Regions from separate parts of the Zea mays genome. Here region 1 is linked to region 2. A link is a contact called in public Hi-C data. All regions are on one chromosome and are shown on one strand. Each heading gives the region's core, a stretch centred on a gene start, on an enhancer-like site or on the middle of the called end of the contact. The rest is flanking DNA. Distances are from core to core; before and after follow the strand shown.

Region 1 (3,494 bases), core at 717-3,216, 320 kb after region 2:
GGTCGAGGGTGGAACTGCGATGATTCCAAGTGAAAGGGAGCTTCTTGAATGGTTTTGTCTACATTTGGTAATACAAAAGACAGTGGTTGGTCTCGTGGAGGATTTAATGGATCAAATACTTGAAGTCCTGAACTTTGGTTTACTGGTGGCATCACTGCCCCAGAGCTTGACGCTGTAATGTTGCCCCCACCAACTGCAGCAAACATTTGTGATGCTTGTGCAGGCTCAATTGTGCCAGACAAATATGGAGGGTTCAAGTAAACACCATTTCTCATAGACAGCATCTATAACAAAATAATAGGTAAAAGTTACACTCTATAGTTGCAGTTCAGCAATTAACATTGTTCATTAAAATATAACTTAGAATAGTATGTAACTGACACGTGTACTATGGAAATGCATTCACTGAACATAGCAATATTTGGTTCCAAACTAGGCCCTCACTGTCAAAAACAGCATAGCATTTCTGTGAAGCAAGTAAATAGGCAGTATTTTTGGTTAACACTAACCACATACATAGTCAGCCTATCACTAGCCACTACATTCCAGAAATTCTTGTGTGTCTCCATTATTTAGCACCTCAGGCTACATGCAAATTGCAAACCATCTTTGCCACCACCTTTCCTGTTCATGTATCATAGCATATAAGGATTTGTGCATAACGTTGCACTTCTTACAGTTCACTAGCCATATCTTTATCTTGAGGTCACACACGTTGATGAGATTATGTTTTAAAACAAAGTATAAACCTTGACAAGTACTCAGTGCCCAAATTGCCATCCAACATATAAACAGGGACACCTGTCGGCGGGACATGCTTTTACTTAACAAAACAACATGCAAGCTTGGCATCGATCAATAGTTTAGCCACAGTGGTGTCTCGGCAAACCTAAATTTTAAACAAATGAAAATGGAAGGTATCGGCAAACTAATGAAGCTGTCTCTGTCTCTTCAAAAATAATAAAAACGAAGCACCCATCACAGGATCACACATAATGCGAAGGCCCTTGCTGGTTATAATAAGGCAAGTGGCCTCAACTCAAGAGTCATGCAAGTCTGTCGTCACGGATTTGATGAAGAATCATTATGGCCGGGTACTTTCTATTGTACCAATTCTACGTCAATGTTTTGTACCAGAAAGATGCATCGGCACCATGTGGACGTGTCCTATTTGCTCACCTGCACTTGGAGCTGCAGTTGCTTCAGATACTCAATGGCCTCGTCAAGCATGGATGCCTTGTCGGTCTGCACTCCCAAAAACCATCACAGCAGAAACACATTACGGTCAAGTCCAGGACTAACAACTGAACAACCTTTGCAAGCGAACGAGAGAGTGAGAAAGAGCTCTTGTCAGTTTCCACTCACCTTGTTGGAGTTGGGTATCAGGCTCTGCAGCGCTTTCATCTTCTCGTTGATCTTGCTCCTCCTCCTCTGCGCCAAAAAAACATAAAAACCCAAACAACGATCTTTACTCTTCAGCGCGGGGAGAAAGAACTCGGATTTCAAGAAATGACAACGGCACCACCTTCTCGGAGAGGTTGTGCACCTCGGCAGCGCGGCTCCGCTTGCCGCCGCCGCCGCCGGACCCCCCGCGCGTCCGCTCCGGCGGTGGCTCGGGCTCCGACCCGCCCGCGTCGCTGTCCCCGAGCCCGCCGGCGTCCTCCCCGTAGTCCACCTGCTGGCCGTGGCCCAGCGCTGCCGGGAACGCCGCCACCCCGCCGAACATCTGGCGCCGCACCTCATCCTCCTCCTCCAGCTGCCGCCGTTGCTGTTGAAGCTGCTGGTGCTGCAAGAGCGCCATCGCCTCCCGCCCGTGCCCCTGCACGGCCCCGCGGCCCCCGCCGAGACCACCGAGCCCCTGCTCGTTCATCTCGTCCGCGCCTCACCACACAGCCTCGCGGGAGGCGAGAGAGCTCCGGGCTCCGATGGGACTCGGGAGAGAAGGCGAAGGGGGGGACTAGGAGGCGAGGTGGGTTTGGGGTGGAGGCGCGGCCGCTCCCTTCTTTTTAGTGTTTGCGCCCATGCCGTGCTGCTGCGGCCTGCGGTGCTGCCGCTGAGCGGAGCCGAGCTAGGTGGGTGGCCGGTTGCTTGCCCGCGGCCGCGCACTCGCCCGCTTTGGGCTTGTTTTTTCCTGGACTTTTTACGGGGTTTTGGCGGTTTCCCCCGGGCGCGGCTGTGCTGCAGCGGACGGATTCCGCCCCGGCTCCTCGGTGTCAGCTAGCCAGCCAGCGCCTTGCGGTTCGTGCAGAGCGGGTGTGCATTTATGTTGCCTTTCAGTTGTGTGTGGGTTTGGGTTTCTCAGTTCAACGATCGGCGCTGCGGGTTTGGCCCCGTTTGTTTTAGTTTTTCTCTTTTCTGAGCCTGTCTTCACTGATTACCAAATATTTAGCTTTTCAGCTAGTTTTATATAAAATAAAAGTCATCCAAAATCTGAAATATGTAATCAGTCGAGTCCTCGCGATATTAGAAATCCGCCAGTTTCTATATCATAAAACCTATGGATCTTTTATCTTCAGCCGCATATAATCCCTACAATACTTAAATTCTTCTAACAACCAGATTTTTTAAAAAACTAATTGAAAAAATCTGAAATGAACAGGTGTGTGCGCTTGCCAATGGCAACACGACGGATTCGAGTCCAAACCTAAAACTCGAACGGAAATCCAAAACCACCCTAAATACTAAATTAGGTGATAATTCAAATTCAGAACAAAATTTGACGAGTCCTCAAAACCTAAATACTACCTTTGTTCGTAAATATATGTCGTTTAACGTTTGACTTTTTTAGTCTCGACTTTGACCACTTGTCTTGATTTTTAAAAAATCCAAAATAATTTATAGCTACATTTAAGGCTTATTATATACTAAACCAAGATGCAGTGAAAATCAATAAAATTTCTAGACTTTTTTAATAACACAATTGGTCAAAATTAAGACAAAAAAGTCAAATGTCATAGTAGTTATTTAAAACCTAAGATCCATCGCTGCGTGGCAATACCGGAAAACAATACAAACATTCTACGAGCACATATATGATATATATTCCATACTCACATATACACATAAAAGATACTCACATATACACATAAAAGGTGAAAAAAAAACATCAAGCAAATTCATGACTTAACTATTTCGAACCTTCACCGGACATCGGGACATCAATGGGTAAAAATTGTAAACCAAAATTGAAACCGATAAGTTTCTAATCCCAAACCCAAAAAACATTGGAGAAAAATCGAATCTAACCTGAACACGCTAAACCCAAAATCTACGGAGCTGCGATCTCACACTGTTATGTGGTGTTGATTTAGTTACGAGCGTGTTCTACTTTACTCACTCCGTCTCAAATTAAATTTATTTTACCTTATTATTGAAGTCATACAATAATTAATATATATGTTATATATATGTTATTTGCAATCGTCTATATGAATATGGACATGAAAATCTATAGCTAAAACAACGAAGATACTATAATATATAGTGCATCGTAT
Region 2 (3,404 bases), core at 638-3,137:
ATGGCGATAGACGCTCGCCTCCGCCAGTCGAGGAGACACTCCGCGGAATGCGGTCCATGGAGATGTGCATACAGGCTTGAGTTTGCCATGAAGTCGTACACCAGAACGCGCTCGGGTCCGTCCGCACAGTATCCACGGAAGCTCAGGAGGTTTTTGTGTCTTATTCTTCCCAGTATCTCGACTTCTGAAGCAAATTCGGCTTCTGTGCCGTTCTTTGCGTTATTTAACCTCTTGACAGCAATCTGCATGAACGAAGGTTTTTGTGAAGTCAACCAATAGGCTGCATTGAGTTCAACCTAGTTTTTATATAATATATACAAAGCTGGATACGGACAATGACGCATGGAATGACACGTTGTCACAGTATTCCCAACCACTCAATTTGCATAGTATAGACAAAGCTACATATAAAAAAGAAATATATGTAGACACAGAACATATCATACCTAAGAGATGGGTTTGTCTATTAAGCATTGTATTGGGTTTTTTTCTTCCACAATGCCTAAAAACAAGGTTACTCTGCAGGAACATGAGACCTCAATCATAATTCTAAAAAGGGGCCACGTCCAATAGCTGCCACCATGACAGGCTAATGCAGGCATTTTTTTTCTTTTTTATTTACACAAGATGGAGATATGCAAACCTGTAGCCAGTTCACACGCACGCACGCACGCTTATATGTTTGTGTGTGTGTGTTTGTGTTGACTTCCCAATGACAACATATCCAAACTACCTAATAATAACGCAATCAAAGATCAATGTCCCAAAACAAAACAAAAGGAAACAGAAGCCAGTTGTTTGGTTATTTAATAATAACGCAATCAAAGGTCAATGTCCCAAAAAATAACTGTGACTGGGTGAACTGACAGGCAAGAAAACAAAAGGCGTAGAGTTGAAATTTTAATTCTCAGCAAGTATGAAGATGTAGGGAGCAGCAGGAACCTGAGAACCATCCCAGACTTGCCCCCAATACACGCTCCCAAGTGGCCCTTCTCCGATCTTGTTATCGTAATTGAAGCTGTTTGTTGCTGATCGAAGTTCTCTCAACGAGAACACCCACCTCAACGATCGCCTTCCTTCGTCAGACCTTACAAACCAAAGCAATTAAATACGTCATGATGAGCTACTACCAAATGACCTTCCAAGCATACACAGTACGTGAACTCGTATCCAGTTCCACTGCAAACCCCCCCTGTGCTGCCCCTAGAACAAATTTTCCTAATCCATAGAAGAAAAATCTGAATATTAGGATGGTTCATCGGACATGACCAGCATGGCAACATGCCGAATTTCCACACCGTTTCATAGCTATTTCTGAAGCTGAGGAACAGAATAAATTAAAGCCCGCAGCGTTTTACTTTGCACCCAAATCCCACCGCCAACGTTTGTAGTACAAGCAGTAGCGCTAAAACCAAACAAGGTGTCTTACTTACTACGTACGTATTTGGCAAATTCACTAGAGCGACCAAGTGCGAGGAGTTCGCCGTCATGTTCACGTGATCATGCCCCCCGCCCCGAGTCCCCGACGATCCTCAGAACATCCAACACCGATCGCCGAGCTCACACAACGCGGTGGGCTTGAGCAAACCCCAGAGAAACACAGAAGGGAGAGAGAAACGAAGCGGGGCTGGGGGGCAGGACGAGGAGCTGGCGACTTACAGGTCCTCCTCCGGGGACGCGGCGGCCCCGCCGCAGCAGAGGAGCCTGCGCGCGGCCCGCGGCAGCTTGGGGTGCATCGGCGTCGCGCGGAACAGGGGGAGCGGAACGGCTTGGAGTCGAAGAGACTCGGATGGAGTGGTGGCCGCTGCGGTGGGGGGACTTGGACCAGAGGAGGGGTGGGGGAGAGGCGGGCAGAGACGTAACAGCGGAGACCAGCCTCGCAGCTGCGCTTTCGGTGTGCGTGAGTGACCTGTTCGCCGCCTTTTTCTCGCCATTCCCACGCGCCGACGCAGGTTGGGTTGGGGATTCGGCAGCCCACGCCGCTGCTTGCCGTGCGGGGCAAATCCTGCTGGAGCTGGTGATGGGGGTTGGTTACACGGGTAACCACCACAACGTTCACCACCATCACTACACTAGGGCCGGCCGTCTGGTACGCGGAGCGGAAGGGGGATTATTCCATACGAGATGTTTCGGTTCTCCACAGCAATCAGTGGAAGAACGCGTGTACGGCTTGGCTTTGTTCACCTGCACCGATTCCTGGCATCAAGGACATGTAAAAAAATCAACGTGAATGAATATAAATAAATTGATGTGAACCGCTCGCCGTGGAGCGACTGGTCCTCCCTGGCAAATTATAGGAGATGGCAAGTAGCGCAGCATTTTGTTGGAGCTGTTTTTTTTTCATTGAGTAGGTACTCCTTCTGTTTCGTTGAACTATTCAGCGACAACTAAAAATAAACAGTTGGAGTATAAAATTTGAGAGGAGTTAGAAGAGCCATGTGTTCTACTGGACAGGCGGGATCATAGTAATATGGCTTCTCACTCTTCGTCGTAATAAATCTGACATCAACTATAACAAATATTATTATTCCACATATTTGTCACAAGGTTTCCAAATGGCTTCGGCTCAAATAATTCCATGAGAGTACCCAGAGTTTAGGGCTGGCTCTGGCCCCATACAAGAGAGGCAACTGTCCAGGCAACGTCTACACATCTCTTCGCATACATGCATAAGAAGCAGAAGAAAAAAAAAGAGGGCCATAGCCCATAGCCAGAGTTCCAATCCCGGGCCTTCTCAACGGCGTCGCGAAAGCCCGGCAGCAGCCAGTCCATGGGCAGCAAGTTGTCATATTATTGCCTGCTCAACTTTGTTGTCCATTTTTTTTCCTAAAGGAAATATTTTGTTCCTGAAAGGGAATTAGGCTTACACCTAGTTCCTAAATAATTTTAGTAGTTGAATTACCCAACACAAATAATCGGACTAACTAGTTTGCTCTAGTGTATAAGTTATACAGGTGTAAAAGGTTCACACTTAGCCAATAAAAAGATCAAATATTGGATTCAACAAAGGAGCAAAGGGACAACCGAAGGCACCTCTGGTCTGGGGCACCGGACTATCCGGTGTACACCGGACAGTGTCCGGTGCACCACCAGACAGTGTCCGGTGCACCAGAGGACTCCAACTTAAACTTGCCACCTTCGGGAATTTCCAGAGGCACTCCGCTATAATTCACCGGACTGTCCGGTGTACACCGGACAGTGTTCGGTGCTCCAAGGAAGAGCGGCCTCCGGAACTCGCCAGCCTCGGGAAAACGCAGCGGCTGCTCCGCTATAATTCACCGGACTGTCCGGTGAACCAGCAGAGCAACGGCTACTTCGCGCCAACGGTCATCTGCAGGCGCATTCAATGCGCGCCAGAAGTGCGCAGAAGTCAGGCACACCCATACTGGCGCACTGGACATTGA

What was found. A called contact is a pair of places that touch in the nucleus more often than the background predicts.
Region 1: a Hi-C map of bundle sheath shows a contact between it and region 2, with 2.6 times the contacts expected there. The contact joins the promoter of LOC100193167 here to the promoter of LOC100272420 in region 2. A contact is called at or near these places in 4 of 25 Hi-C or Micro-C datasets (bundle sheath, endosperm, leaf and 1 more).

Annotation. Positions count from the first base shown.
Region 1 is chr9:18,127,927-18,131,420 of Zm-B73-REFERENCE-NAM-5.0, forward strand. It overlaps LOC100193167, which reads right to left and starts at 1,967. Exons shown (of 7, transcript NM_001138322.1): 1 at 1,526-1,967; 2 at 1,366-1,431; 3 at 1,180-1,245; 4 at 1-284. The coding sequence starts at 1,870.
Region 2 is chr9:17,808,329-17,811,732 of Zm-B73-REFERENCE-NAM-5.0, forward strand. It overlaps LOC100272420 (putative protein kinase superfamily protein), which reads right to left and starts at 1,888. Exons shown (of 4, transcript NM_001146897.1): 1 at 1,660-1,888; 2 at 943-1,087; 3 at 1-242. The coding sequence starts at 1,736.